3 separate regions of the Mus musculus genome follow, and all the other regions are linked to region 3. A link is a contact called in public Hi-C and promoter capture Hi-C data. All regions are on one chromosome and are shown on one strand. The core of a region is the stretch at or near the end of the contact, and the rest is flanking DNA. Distances in the headings are between cores, read along the strand shown. Region 1 has its middle 7.0 kb from the start of Gm33940. Region 2 holds the start of Msrb2 (methionine sulfoxide reductase B2). Region 3 holds the start of Skida1 (SKI/DACH domain containing 1).

Evidence for each region. Promoter capture Hi-C pulls out the DNA fragments that hold promoters and counts their contacts. Hi-C and Micro-C count contacts between places; a contact is called where the count stands out from the background.
Region 1: a contact with region 3 is called in a Hi-C map of uterus. The contact joins the enhancer-like site here to the promoter of Skida1 in region 3. A contact is called at or near these places in 1 of 484 Hi-C or Micro-C datasets (uterus) and 1 of 115 datasets of contacts at active chromatin or transcription factors (embryonic stem cells).
Region 2: a contact with region 3 is called in a promoter capture Hi-C map of hippocampal neurons, with 7 times the contacts expected there. The contact joins the promoter of Msrb2 here to the promoter of Skida1 in region 3. A contact is called at or near these places in 7 of 39 promoter capture datasets (the C10 cell line, the HPC-7 cell line, embryonic stem cells and 4 more), 7 of 484 Hi-C or Micro-C datasets (bone marrow-derived macrophages, embryonic stem cells and uterus), 9 of 115 datasets of contacts at active chromatin or transcription factors (the NIH/3T3 cell line, craniofacial prominence, differentiating embryonic stem cells and 6 more) and 2 of 9 other capture datasets (embryonic stem cells and liver).

Annotation. Positions count from the first base shown.
Region 1 is chr2:19,404,904-19,409,321 of GRCm38.p6, reverse strand. No RefSeq gene overlaps it. Among named protein-coding and RNA genes, the nearest start is that of Gm33940, 7.0 kb to the left of the region's middle. Within about 2 kb of position 2,476, at least 13 of the 459 cell types and tissues checked have an H3K27ac peak or open chromatin away from gene starts, as enhancers often do. A contact at or near this core is called in uterus, where this site is marked.
Region 2 is chr2:19,370,137-19,374,316 of GRCm38.p6, reverse strand. It overlaps Msrb2 (methionine sulfoxide reductase B2), which reads right to left and starts at 2,681. Exons shown (of 5, transcript NM_029619.2): 1 at 2,538-2,681. The coding sequence starts at 2,634.
Region 3 is chr2:18,046,116-18,050,261 of GRCm38.p6, reverse strand. It overlaps Skida1 (SKI/DACH domain containing 1), which reads left to right and starts at 1,813. Exons shown (of 1, transcript NM_028317.3): 1 at 1,813-4,146. The coding sequence starts at 1,923.

The DNA.
Region 1 (4,418 bases), core at 1,227-3,726, 1.4 Mb before region 3:
TGGACTCATCTGGGACTGTGCATGTTGCCCTTGTGTGACCAGTCCAGCATGGCCATCTCAGAGTAGTTGGTGTCTTACATGCTAGCCTGCTACCTGAGAACAGACTGACAGCAACATCATAAGCCATAGAGTCTGGCTTCTGCCATCTTCTGCTAGTTATATAGGTCCCTTGAGCTGTCTTAGATTCTAAGAATCTAATTCTAAGAATCAGAGATTCCCAGGAAATCTGAGACCTCCAGTTCTGAATGGAATTGTGGTCACTGTAATTTACCACCAAGTCTTATGTAGCCACCTCCAAGTCCCAGACCATGAGACTGTGTGGTAAGGTTATTGCTCCAGATTGGAGTACTGATGGGCAGAGCATGCTCAGAGGAGCTCCTTTTCCCTTTCTGAACTGCTTACCAGGCAGCTGAAAACCCAATTCCTCGTCCCTCACAGTCCCCCGTTCCTCACAAGTCTGTCCTGGTCTCTCCAGAGTAAAATACTGTGACAAGCCACCCTGCTCAGCCTCCTCCCTCCCCATTCAGGGAAATCACCTCTCCCATCCTCCCATCCCCTGCCCCCTGCCCCCTGCCCCAGGTTAGTTCCCTCCTCATTCTCTGGCCTCCTATGTACAGAGCCAGAGATATGCCACATCTTCCCTCAGTCACCATCTCTCCTCCTTTCTCAAATGCAGCTCATTCAAAGAGGTGTGTGTGTGTGTGTGTGTGTGTGTGTGTGTGTGTATGCATACCATGCATGTGCAGGCACCCATAGGGGACTGGAGAAGGCATTATCTATCCTGGACCTGGAGTCACAGGAAGTTGTGAGCTTCGGGAAGTAGATGCTGGGAACCAAACTCCAGCTCTCTGGAAGAGTAGTGAATACTCTAACCACTGAGCAACCATTCCAGCACTACAGATACAAGTCTTATTTACATTAATGCTGTTTTAAAATTACTAAGAAATTAGACGCATTAAGCATTTTGCTCTTTTAATATATTTTTTAGTGATTGACTTTGAATTGGGAAATGGATTTCAAAAAGGAGGTGAAAAATTAAAATATATATATATATAACCAAAAATGTCAGAAAGGAGACTTAAAATTATTGTTGTTGTTGTTGTTGTTATATGAGATAGGAGTATGTATGTTTGTAAGCAAGAGAAAGATTGAGAGATAGGGAGACACCCACAGAGACGGGAAAGAGATAGAGAGAAAGAGTGAGTTGGGTATCACAAGAGAGCCAGTTCTGTCTTTCTACCTTGTACCTCTGGGTCAGTTCAGATACTTTATCTGCTGAACTATCTGCAGCCTGAGGGATTTTTAGTGTATGAAATTATGGCTCTAATACTTAATACTATTATGGATTAAAGGATGGTGCTGGCAGGTTTATGTGTCTGGTGACAATAGCTTTTAAGAAGTCTCTCCTATTGTAGCTGTGTGGAGTTGGGAGACACTCTTTTGATCTCAATCACTGACCACTATTCTTAAATGCCTTAGTTAGGGTTACTATTGCTGTGACAAAACACTATGGCCAAAAGCAAGTTGGGAAGGAAAGGGTTTATTTGGCTTACACCTCCATATCATTGTTCATCATTGAAGGAAGACAGGACAGATACTCAAACAGAGCAGAAACATGAAGGCAGGAGCTGATGCAGAGGCCATGGAGTGTTGCCTTCTTACTGTCTTGTTCACCATGGCTTGTTCAGTCTGCTTTCTTATGCAACCCAAGACCAGTAGCCTAGGGATGGCACCACCCACAGTGGGCTGGGCCCTCCCCCATCAACCACTAATTAAGAAAATGCTCTATAAGTGTGCCACCTGATCTTTAGAGGCATTTTCTCATTTGAGGGTCTCTCCTTTTAGAGGACTCTAGCTTGTGTCAAGTTGGCATACAACACACTAAACATGGATGTTTTTTCTGGAAACAAAAGTGATTTGTCCCTCAAAACTGCTTCATCATGTTTTGGAAAAGACCTTGTGGATTTAGTTCAAAATAGATTAGTGAGTCTATTCGGTGTAGGAGAAAGTTCCCTGTGTTCATGATGGGCCCTGAGAGAGAGGTGGAGGTGGGGAAGAGGGAGAGAGATGGAGACAAAGGGAGACAGATGGAGACAGAGGGAGAGAAAGAGAGGGAGAGCCCTCTGACTGCTACCTGGCCAAGGCTTAGAGGTTAGGTATGCCCAGACTTGCTCTATCTAGATGAGAGGGCATATCCAGGAGCAGGTACAGGCATGTCTGTGTCAGGAAAGGTTGCCTGCTTTTGAGTAGCGTGCAAGTCTGAGTAGTGTCAGCCCTCTACTCTCCCCCAAGAAGTCGTTGACAAACAATTAGAGCTGTTGATTTATTAGTGGCAATAGCCACAGGTCACTCCTCCAGAGGGAAGTGAATACAGACTGTCCTGGTAGCAGAATGCAGTTTTCTACCTGGAGTAAAAGTATAACATGGTACACCTCAGTGCAGTCGCCCAGGCTTGCCTGCAGGGTCTGAGCACCTGGGAGTAGCCTCCACCTTGTACTCTAAGCAAATCTGGCTTAGTATCTGTGGGCTGAAGGATGCTGTCAGGCACCGCCAGGAACACAGTGGGAGTGTGAGGGGAGGCCTGAGGGATGGATGGAACTTCCGGGTATGCATTCTTGCCTATTTGGTCCTTCTGGCTCACATACTGGTCATTCTGACCCAGCTGTCTTTGGTTCATTTCTACTCCTTAAACTGACAGAAAACAGCTGTGGGAACCACAGGCCAAACCCCACTGTTTTGCTTTGCTTCTTCATCTGGACCAGTTGGAATTAATTATAAAGTTCCTGTTTGGTACCTAAATTCAATTTTATTTCAAGTACACTTGAATAGCATGCCACTTGCATATAACCAATCCTATTTATTCTTCTATATTAGGCACTGTGTGAGAATACTGTTCACTGTGTGAGAATTGTACAGTCAACAACGAACTAAAGTATGCTTGGTTTTCTTTTTTTTCTTTTTTTCTTTTTTCTTTTCAAGATTTATTTATTCATTATATGCAAGTACACTGTAGCTGCCTTCAGACACTCCAGAAGAGAGAGTCAGATCTCCTTACGGATGGCTGTGAGCCACCATGTGGTTGCTGGGATCTGAACTCCGGACCTTCGGAAGAGCAGTCGGGTGCTCTTACCCACTGAGCCATCTCACCAGCCCTGTCTTGGTTTTCTAATCATCCCTGATTTTACACACAAGGAAGCCAAGGCACGGGGCATTTTTACAAACTTCCTGATACCACACAACTATTTCGTGGAGGAAGCAGGATTCACACGGTAGCAGGCTTCAGAGGTTCGATTTTCAGCCACACTACAGAACTATGAGACCCTGGAGTGGTAATAAGAGTCATGTTTTTCTCTGAGAGACTTGTCTGAGGTTGCACAGCAGAGAGGGAAGCAGGGCTCTAAGAGAAAGCCAGGGCTTGCCGCTAAAATCTATCTTCTTACCCTGTACTGGGATAGTGTCACATGCAGTTCATAATGGCAGACCCTTGGAAGCAAAGTGGGTGTGTCCAACAGAGAAACATTGGTTAGCCAGACATGGACCGTACAGCAGTCCAGAGTGTTTGGTGTGCCTAGAGGGCTGGAGGTACAATGATCATGTGGAAGGCATCCAAGATTCAGTGATTATGGAAAGCCTTTTCAAACAGTGAACATGCCCACACTCTTCCCTCGCTATGGAGACAGATAATGAGACAGAAGAGTGAAACAGCATGTCTAGCCTTTGAGGCTGATCAACAAGAGTGTATTCTGATAATTCCAACCCTGATAGCAGCGTGCTCGGTTGGGCTGTATCTGCTGTTGGAGGGAGTGTACAGAGGAAATGAAATGGGTGTGCCCAAACTCAGTACAATAAATACACTTGATCTTAAGCAACCCTGATGAAGAAACGATGCCTTGTTGGCAGAGCATACTCTTAGTATGCAGGGGGCCCTGGATTTATTCCCCAGGATCAGAAAGACGCACACACAGAAACTCAAAAAAGGAGTCTCTGTGCCACAGTTACTGTAACGATAAAACAATAGAGACAACCTAAATTTTGACAATGGAGGAATAAATAAAATGTGACACACTGACTGAAAAGACAACACACAGCCAGTCAGACAAATCTGTCAATGCCACACACACCTTCAAAACATTGGCTTACTACATTTTGCTGTATGCATGCCTGTGCATCACATGTGTGCAGTGCCCCCAGAGGCCAGGAGAGCCCTGAAGTAGAGTTATAGATGGTTGAGAGCCACCATGTGGGTGCTGGAGATTGAACTCAGGTCCTCTGGAAGAACAGCCAGTGCTCTTGTACTGGCTAGTTTTGTGTCAACTTGACACAGCTGGAGTTATCACAGAGAAAGGAGCTTCAGTTGAAGAAATGCCTCCATGAGATCCAACTGTAAGGCATTTTCTCAATTAGTGATCAAGGGGGAA
Region 2 (4,180 bases), core at 1,432-3,931, 1.3 Mb before region 3:
CAGCTCTACTCTGATGTCTGCTTTATCTTAAATTAACAGAGCTGATTCTGCCTTTGTGTTTTGTTTTGGGAAGCCTCCCTATACAGTCACAGTGGGCCCGGAACTCACTATAGAGCCCAAGTTGGCCTTGAGACCCAGGGATTACAGGCAGACATCAGCAAGTGCTGTTTCTCTCTCTCTCTTTTTTGTTAAACACCAACATGACTTATCATTCTCCTCCCAGTTACTTTACATTATGCGTGTCCTTATCTTCAAAGTAGATTAGGTCATGAGAAGCAAGGATCTTATTATGTTAATTTTAAATGTATTTATTTTTATTCATTTATTATTTATGTTGCTGTGCACACGTCTTTGGGAATGTATGTCATGTGTGTGGTTGCCAGGGAAGGCCAGAAGAGGGCAGTAGCTCCCCTGCAACTGGAGTTTCAAATGGATGTGAGCCCCCTGATGCGCGTGTCTACACCTGAACTCAGGTCCTCTGCAAAAGCAAAACTTGCACTTAACTGCTGAACAGCCACGTCAGCTCCCTCAATTAGCGTCTTAGTAAAGATATTGGAAAAGCAGAAGGTGTAATTCAGTAGAGTGTGATCGCCCTGTGTATGCCAGCTTCTAGGCTTTATCTTCATACCAGAGGCAGGGTCAGGAGAGACAGTGGAGAGGAACTGTGAGCTTCTGTCTCCACTGCACTTGCACTGCAGAAAGCCCATGTGAACACACACAGGACAGGGGACCCAGATGGTGGGTCTCCATTGGAACCAAAGCTATCTGCTTGATATTTGATCTATCAGCCTCTCACATGGTGAGAAACACATGCCGTTTATGCCCACTGCTTAGCATTTGTTATGGATGCTCATGCTCACACATGCCAGTAAAGTTCTGTGGGGGAGCTAGGATCCGAACTCATGCCCACTGACAATCGAGATCTTAACCACAGAACCATCCCCTGCTTCTGTTCTTATTCTCCTTGTAAGACTTACTTTACTTGTATGGGTATTTTACCTGCATCACGTATATACCTGTGCACCATGTGCATGCCTGGTGCCATGGATCCCCTGGAACTAGAGTGAGTTATAAGCTGCCATGTGAAGAGTTTTTGCTACCATAGGTTTTTTGTTATTCCAGATGAATTTGCAGATTGCCCTTTCTAATTCGTTGAAGAATTGAGTTGGAATTTTGATGGGGATTGCATTGAATCTGTAGATTGCTTTTGGCAAGATAGCCATTTTTACTATATTGACCCTGCCGATCCATGAGCATGGGAGATCTTTCCATCTTCTGAGATCTTCTTTAATTTCTTTCTTCAGAGACTTGAAGTTCTTTTTATACAGATCTTTCACTTCCTTAGTTAGAGTCACGCCAAGGTATTTTATATGATTTGTGACTATTGTGAAGGGTGTTGTTTCCCTAATTTCTTTCTCAGCCTGTTTATCCTTTGTGTAGAGAAAGGCCATTGACTTGTTTGAGTTAATTTTATATCCAGCTACTTCATTGAAGCTGTTTATCAGGTTTAGGAGTTCTCTGGTGGAATTTTTAGGGTCACTTATATATACTATCATATCATCTGCAAAAAAGTGATATTTTGACTTCTTCCTTTCCAATTTGTATCCCCCTTATCTCCTTTTGTTGTCTAATTGCTGTGGCTAGGACTTCAAGTACAATGTTGAATAGGTAGGGAGAAAGTGGGCAGCCTTGTCTAGTCCCTGATTTTAGTGGGAATGCTTCCAGTTTCTCACCATTTACTTTGATGTTGACTACTGGTTTGCTGTAGATTGCTTTTATCATGTTTAGGTATGGGCCTTGAATTCCTGATCTTTCCAAGACTTTTCCTAAGCAGCATAAGATATAAAACTGGGTTGGAAAGGAGGTCAGGAGAGCAGCTGCCCAGTGCTAAACCACAGGGCCACGAAATTACAGAGAATTACACCTGGGACTCCTCAAAGACTCCTACTCCTCCCAGGGAAGATGCAAAAGTGTCCGGATTCACAAATGAGGGCAAAAAGCACTTACCATTCCACCCCATCCTGTCTCTTAGCCACTAACAACCTGTTGGAACACGAGAATAATTCACCCACACATCTCAAAACCTAGAGTCACACAAAACCAAGATAGTGTTGCAGCAGCACCCGTGATGGTGCAGTGGGCCAGTCTCACAGGACAGGAGGCAACTAGCAGTCCTCCCGAAGGAAGTGGGGGGGGGGGGGGGGAGGGCAAGGATTAACTCCCGCCCAGGAGAGGGCGCACAAGGTACGGCTGTTGACCGCCACTGGGTCCCTGACAACACCATGGCTCCTAACACGACTTTGTACACCAAAATGTAACATATAAACGAACTGTATGCAAGCATAGGAGAAGATTCGATCCTCTCCGGCATCAGTGCTCCCCCAGCACACCAAGTTTACCAAACGCGTTGCTCTGCTCCGCAACTCAGGCAGCGGGCCGCTGGGACCAGTCTCTCAGGACCTCACAGGAGGCCGCCCAGGGTCAGCCAGGACTGTGAAACCGAAAGCCACGAGAGACGGCAGCGATTGAGGACCTACCTGTGTCCTTGCTTCCCGATCCCGCGCAACCCCGAGCCAGCCGTCCAGGCGCCTGCAGCAAAGGCAGACCCCGCAGCGCTCGCAGCAGTCGCGCCATGACGCTGCCACCAACGGGTTTCCTCCCAAGCCTACCCAACCCCCACCCTCCGCCGGATCCCTCCCCTCTGCCCAGGTCTCTTCCCCTCCTCCAGGCTCTCCTTTTCTTCTGGTGCTCCACCCTACCCCCACCACTTAACTTATCCTCTTGCTCCTCTTGACCTTGATCTTCGCGGAGTGTGTGGAATATCCCGGGACTCCACTGCCTCCTCCTCCCGCAGTACCTTACTCCGATTGGAATCATGACTAGTCTAAAACTTGCTGTGTTTCAGTTTGTTTAGGTTTTCCAGAAGTCATACTAATTGCAGTTGGTTATTTCTGGCTTCCCTTACTCAACATAATTATCTGGACATTGCTGCTTGGTTTTTTGCGTTACATTATGCACAAATCTTTTTTTTGTTGTTGTTGTTGTTCTGAATAATATTCCATTATACTAAACTGTTACTCATTAGTTTAGGCTGTTCTAATTTTTGCACATCAAAAACAAAGCTGCCAGGAGCGTTCCTGTACATGCCTTTTTTTTGGATACCTGGAAGAGGAATAGCCAGGTCTCAAGGGCAACGGCTGCTTCACTAGCAATGTATGAAAGCTCCTGTCATCATCCCCTTCCTACACTTGATTACTCAGGCCTGTTTTTTTGTTGTTGGTTGGTTGGTTGGGTTTTTTGTTCGTTCGTTTGTTTTGCTTCGGTTTTTGAGATCTAATCTCTCTATGTTGTCCAAGCGTCCTCAAACTTGGAATCTTCCTGCCTCGGGACTGAGTTTATAGACATGCATCACTACAAAGTTAGACTTAAACTTCTTACAGTAATAGGCTTCTCTTGTGTTATCTTTCAGTAACTGACAATTAGCCATTGCTAAATCATACATGGTTTTGCCCATTTATTATTAGATTTACTTGTTGTGGATTTTTTTCAAGGTTCTTCCATATATTCTCTGGGCACAAAGCCATTATCAAATCGTTTCCTCACAAATTTCCCTTCCCGAGACTGTGGGCTGTGTTTTTCTGTTTCCTAATTGTGTCTTGGGATGGGAAGTTTTACATTTTGTTAAACTTCATTTTATCGGTTTGATGGTTTGTTTTTGTTTTTTATAGTTTGTGGCGGCTTAGGGGTAACATATTTAACAAATGGAGCTAGTCCAATATTACAAAATATTTTATGTGTTTTCTTCTGCTAATTTTATAGTTTTAAGTTTTACATTTAGGTCTATTATCTATCTGAGTTAATTTTTATTTATTTATTCATTTTTTAAAATAAGGTAATTTTTTTTTTTTTGTTCTCTACTGCCTGCATTTGAGTTCTTGTCAAAATCAGTGTATGGCTGAGAATGCAGCTCTGTAGTAGAGCAATGGCTAGCATTCACGGCCTCAGGGTCGCACACACCCACTGGGGAGAAACCCCAGGTTGGTTGGTTGGTTGGTTGGTTCGTTTGTTTGTTTTTATCAATACAGGGATCTGTTTCTGGACTTTCTGTTCTTTCCGATTAATCAACATGTCAGTGAGTATACAGAGTACTGTAACATCTGCATCCCTGGAGGTGGAGTCA
Region 3 (4,146 bases), core at 564-3,063:
TCACAGCAGGGGAAACTGGAACTTTTGAATATGAAGAAAGAAATTATTGTGCTTTTTTTTTCTTACAGGTTCAGAAATATCCGTTCACTCTTTAACCTCACAGATGTGTCTATTTTGGGAGAAGGAGGAAACATGTAGGTGCCTGGGCTGCATTTATGCTGGAGTTACAAATGCAGAAGATTTTGCTGAATTTTGCAAAGCAGCCAACCACCCATCTGAGATCCTACAAATGCAAGTGGAAAGACCCTTCCTCTCACTTGGCAATATTTTGGATATCCTTGAAAACGACAGCAAACCATGCTAGTGACTAAGAAGAGGTTAAAGCAGACTGATCTTCATCCAAAGTGATTTTTCTTAAGACAAATGTCTGGCTTTCACAGGGGAAACATGGGAGCCGTGGAAGAGTCCTCTAACCCTCCAGTCAAACCATCACCAACCACTGAAATGGTCCGCTGCGCCATAGAGCAGCACTTTCTTTTCATTGTTTTTATGTAAAACTTCTGGGATCACCTTGGGGAGCCGTCCCTTTCCTTCCCTTTGCTGCAGAAGGAAGTATCTGCTCCCTGGAATTCGGACCTGTGGACAAGCTTCCAGCTCAGGCCGGTGCTGGGCACTCTAGAATGACCTCACCTCTACTCCAGGCTAGTTAATGGTGAAAAGTGTACTCATCTCTGGCTTATCTGTGCTTTGTTATGGGCCTGACGAGAAACTACCTTCCCCCTGCCCCACTCCTCAGCAAAGAAGCGAAATCCAATTGAATTGTTACATGTTCCTGAGGTGGAGCCTCGAACTGCTTTCTTGGTCAAATAACTTTGTTTCTGGTTGTAAAAGGCATGGGGGGTGGGGGGACTCGAGAGAAATTGCCAACGTAAGTCTGTACTGGGCTGGGTCACCTCAGGGTTTAACTTTAGAGCTCCCAGCCAGTCTCCTCCACTCCCAGAAGGGAAATACCAGGCTATTCTGCACGTTTTCCCTTAAGCTTCATTTTCCAAAGAAAAGAAGGGTGGGGTATATCTATTTGAGCTTGATAATGTTTTTTAAATGCTTTCCTTTGAAACGATAATAGCTGTATCGGTAAAATGCAAATAAAGCAAAAATAGGCAGTATTTCTTTAAAGGGGAATATACGGTTCTCTCTCTCTCTCTCTCTCTCTCTCTCTCTCTCTCTCTCTCTCTCTCTCTCTCTCTCTCTCGTACATACACTGCTTCTGATGAAGTCTGTGAGTCAGGCTGTTTCTGAGCTCCGATAGTTTAATGGAAAGATTTATATACCGGCTGTATTATTTACTTTGGGAGGGGAGGTGGCAGTATAAGGGTATGCTAATTAGTAGGAGATTTTGGGGGGAAGGGGTGGAATATCAATTTTTATTGCATCACCTGTCAGGAGTGTCCAATCAGCGTTGGCTTTAGGGGAATTAATTGATGAAGGTGTCTCCGGACGAGCTCACTTCACTCTGTCATTTTATTTGTAGCTAAAGCAGCGGCGGGAATAGCAGCTGCATTTCTTTTCTCTTTCTCCCTTCACATTCCATTATCATAGTGCTCCAATGGAGAAGGAAGGAGTAGCGGGGCCCAGGTACTGATCCGCATCGAGGACTCAGACCAACACACTGGCAGAGCTGAAACCGGATGGTCTTTTCCCTCTTTTTTAAAAAAACGAAAACCAAAAAAAAAAAAAAAAAAAAAAAAAGCGAGAATCAAGTCAGTGTAATTTCTTGGGGTTTTTCTTCCCCCCCCCCAACCCCCCAGTAATTCGCCTAGAGTTTGGCACTCCCTTCGCCGGGAATAACAGTCTTTGTTATTTTATTAGCAGGATGCCTTGAGACACACGCAGCATCTGGCGGAGGATTAACATACATACATGTGTATGTATGCGTCACGTATATATTTACTGCAAATGGTGGGGATCATTTAGTGCCCGAGATGGGAGACCTGAAGTCAGGTTTCGAAGAGGTGGATGGCGTGAGGCTCGGCTACCTCATCATTAAAGGGAAGCAAATGTTTGCTCTCTCCCAAGTCTTCACAGATCTGCTGAAAAACATCCCGAGGACGACCGTGCACAAGCGCATGGATCATCTGAAAGTGAAAAAGCACCACTGCGATCTGGAGGAGTTGCGGAAACTCAAAGCAATCAACAGTATCGCCTTCCACGCGGCCAAATGCACGCTCATCTCCCGGGAAGACGTAGAAGCGCTCTACACATCCTGCAAAACCGAGCGTGTGCTCAAGACCAAGCGAAGGAGAGTCGGTCGGGCCCTGGCCACAAAGGCGCCGCCGCCAGAGCGCGCCGCCGCCGCCAGCCCCCGCCCGGCTTTTTGGAAGGACAAGCACCAACTTTGGCGGGGCCTGAGCGGAGCCGCGCGGCCCCTGCCAATCAGCGCGCAGTCCCAGCGTCCGGGCGCCGCCGCCGCGCGCCCCGCCGCCCATCTACCTCAGATTTTTAGCAAATACCCGGGCTCCCACTACCCGGAGATCGTTCGCTCGCCTTGCAAATCCTCTTTAAACTATGAAACTGCCCAGCTCCAGGGAAACTACGTCGCCTTCCACTCGGACCCCGCTTATTTTCGGAGCCTGCTGTGCAGCAAGCACCCGGCTGCAGCCGCCGCCGCCGCCGCCGCCGCTGCTGCTGCCGCCGCCGCCGCCGCCTACTACCAGACTGCCGGGCCTCAGCCCAAGGCGGCGACCGGCGCGGGAGGCCCAGTGAGCCTGACTTACCGCTGCAAGCGCAAGCGCGGGGGCGCCAAGAACTGCCTGCTCCCGCCTCACGCCGGAGCCCGGCGCCTGCTGCTGCTGCCCAGATCCTACAAAGCCAAGGCGGCGGCGGCGGCAGCAGCGGCGGCTGCTGCTGCGGCGGCGGCGGCCGGGGCCACTTGCTTGGAGAGGTTTCATCTGGTCAACAGCTTCTGCCCGCCTCCCCACCACCACCATCACCATCACCACCATCATCATCACCATCACCACCGAGCCCAGCAGCCAACGCCGAGTCACCACCCCTCTCATCACCACCGGCCGCAACCCCATCTAGGAAGCTTTCCCGAGAGTTGTAGCAGCGACTCCGAGTCCAGCTCCTACTCCGACCATGCAGCCAATGACTCGGATTTTGGCTCCAGTTTGTCCAGCTCCAGCAACTCGGTGTCCTCAGAGGAAGAGGAGGAGGAAGGAGAGGAGGAGGAGGAAGAGGAGGAGGAGGAAGAGGGGGGCAGCGGGGCCTCGGATTCCAGTGAAATCAGCTCGGAGGAGGAGGATTCTTCCACCGAGTCAGACTCCAGCTCCGGGTCCAGCCAAGTGTCAGTGCAGAGCATCCGTTTCAGGCGCACCAGCTTCTGCAAGCCTCCCAGCGTGCAGGCGCAGGCCAACTTCTTGTACCATCTGGCCTCCGCCGCCGCTGCAACCAAACCCGCTGCTTTCGAGGATGCCGGCCGACTTCCCGACCTCAAGAGTAGTGTCAAAGCCGAGTCACCAGAGGAGTGGAGTCTGCAGAGCTGGGCTCCCAAAGGGACTCCGGTGTACTGCCCGGCCAGCTTGGGGAGTTGTTTCCCAGAGATAAGAAACGATAGGGTATCTGAGATTACATTCCCACACTCTGAAATATCCAGTACTGTAAAGAGAACTGACCTGACAATTAACTGCCATGCAGAGGGGGCCTCTTCACCTAGCCCAAAGACAAACAATGTATTTCCACAACAAAGAATACTCCGAGAGGCTAGGAAATGCCTACAAGCAACTCCTACTACACACTGTGCAGAAAACAGCACAATAGCTGCTAGGTTCTTAAATAATGATTCGTGTGGAACAACAGCAAATTCAGGAAAAGATTCCAAAATCCCTCATTGTCCTGAATTTGCTACGGATTTACCCTCTCTTCAAAGTGATCCCAGAGTGGATACAGCAACAGCAGCAGCAGCAGCAGCAGCAGCAACTAAAGCTGAGAGTCTCTGCACTGGTACAGGTGACAAGACATTGCCATTTCTGCACAATATTAAAATCAAAGTAGAAGACAGTAGTGCTAATGAAGAATATGAACCTGAGCTTATTACAAATAAGCTAAAGTGGGAGTGCAATGATGCCGAGGGTGAGTTTTACAATATGACTGAGAAGAAGGAGGAGGACGCCTTGGTACCCACAGCCAAGGAAGGTTTTGCATGCC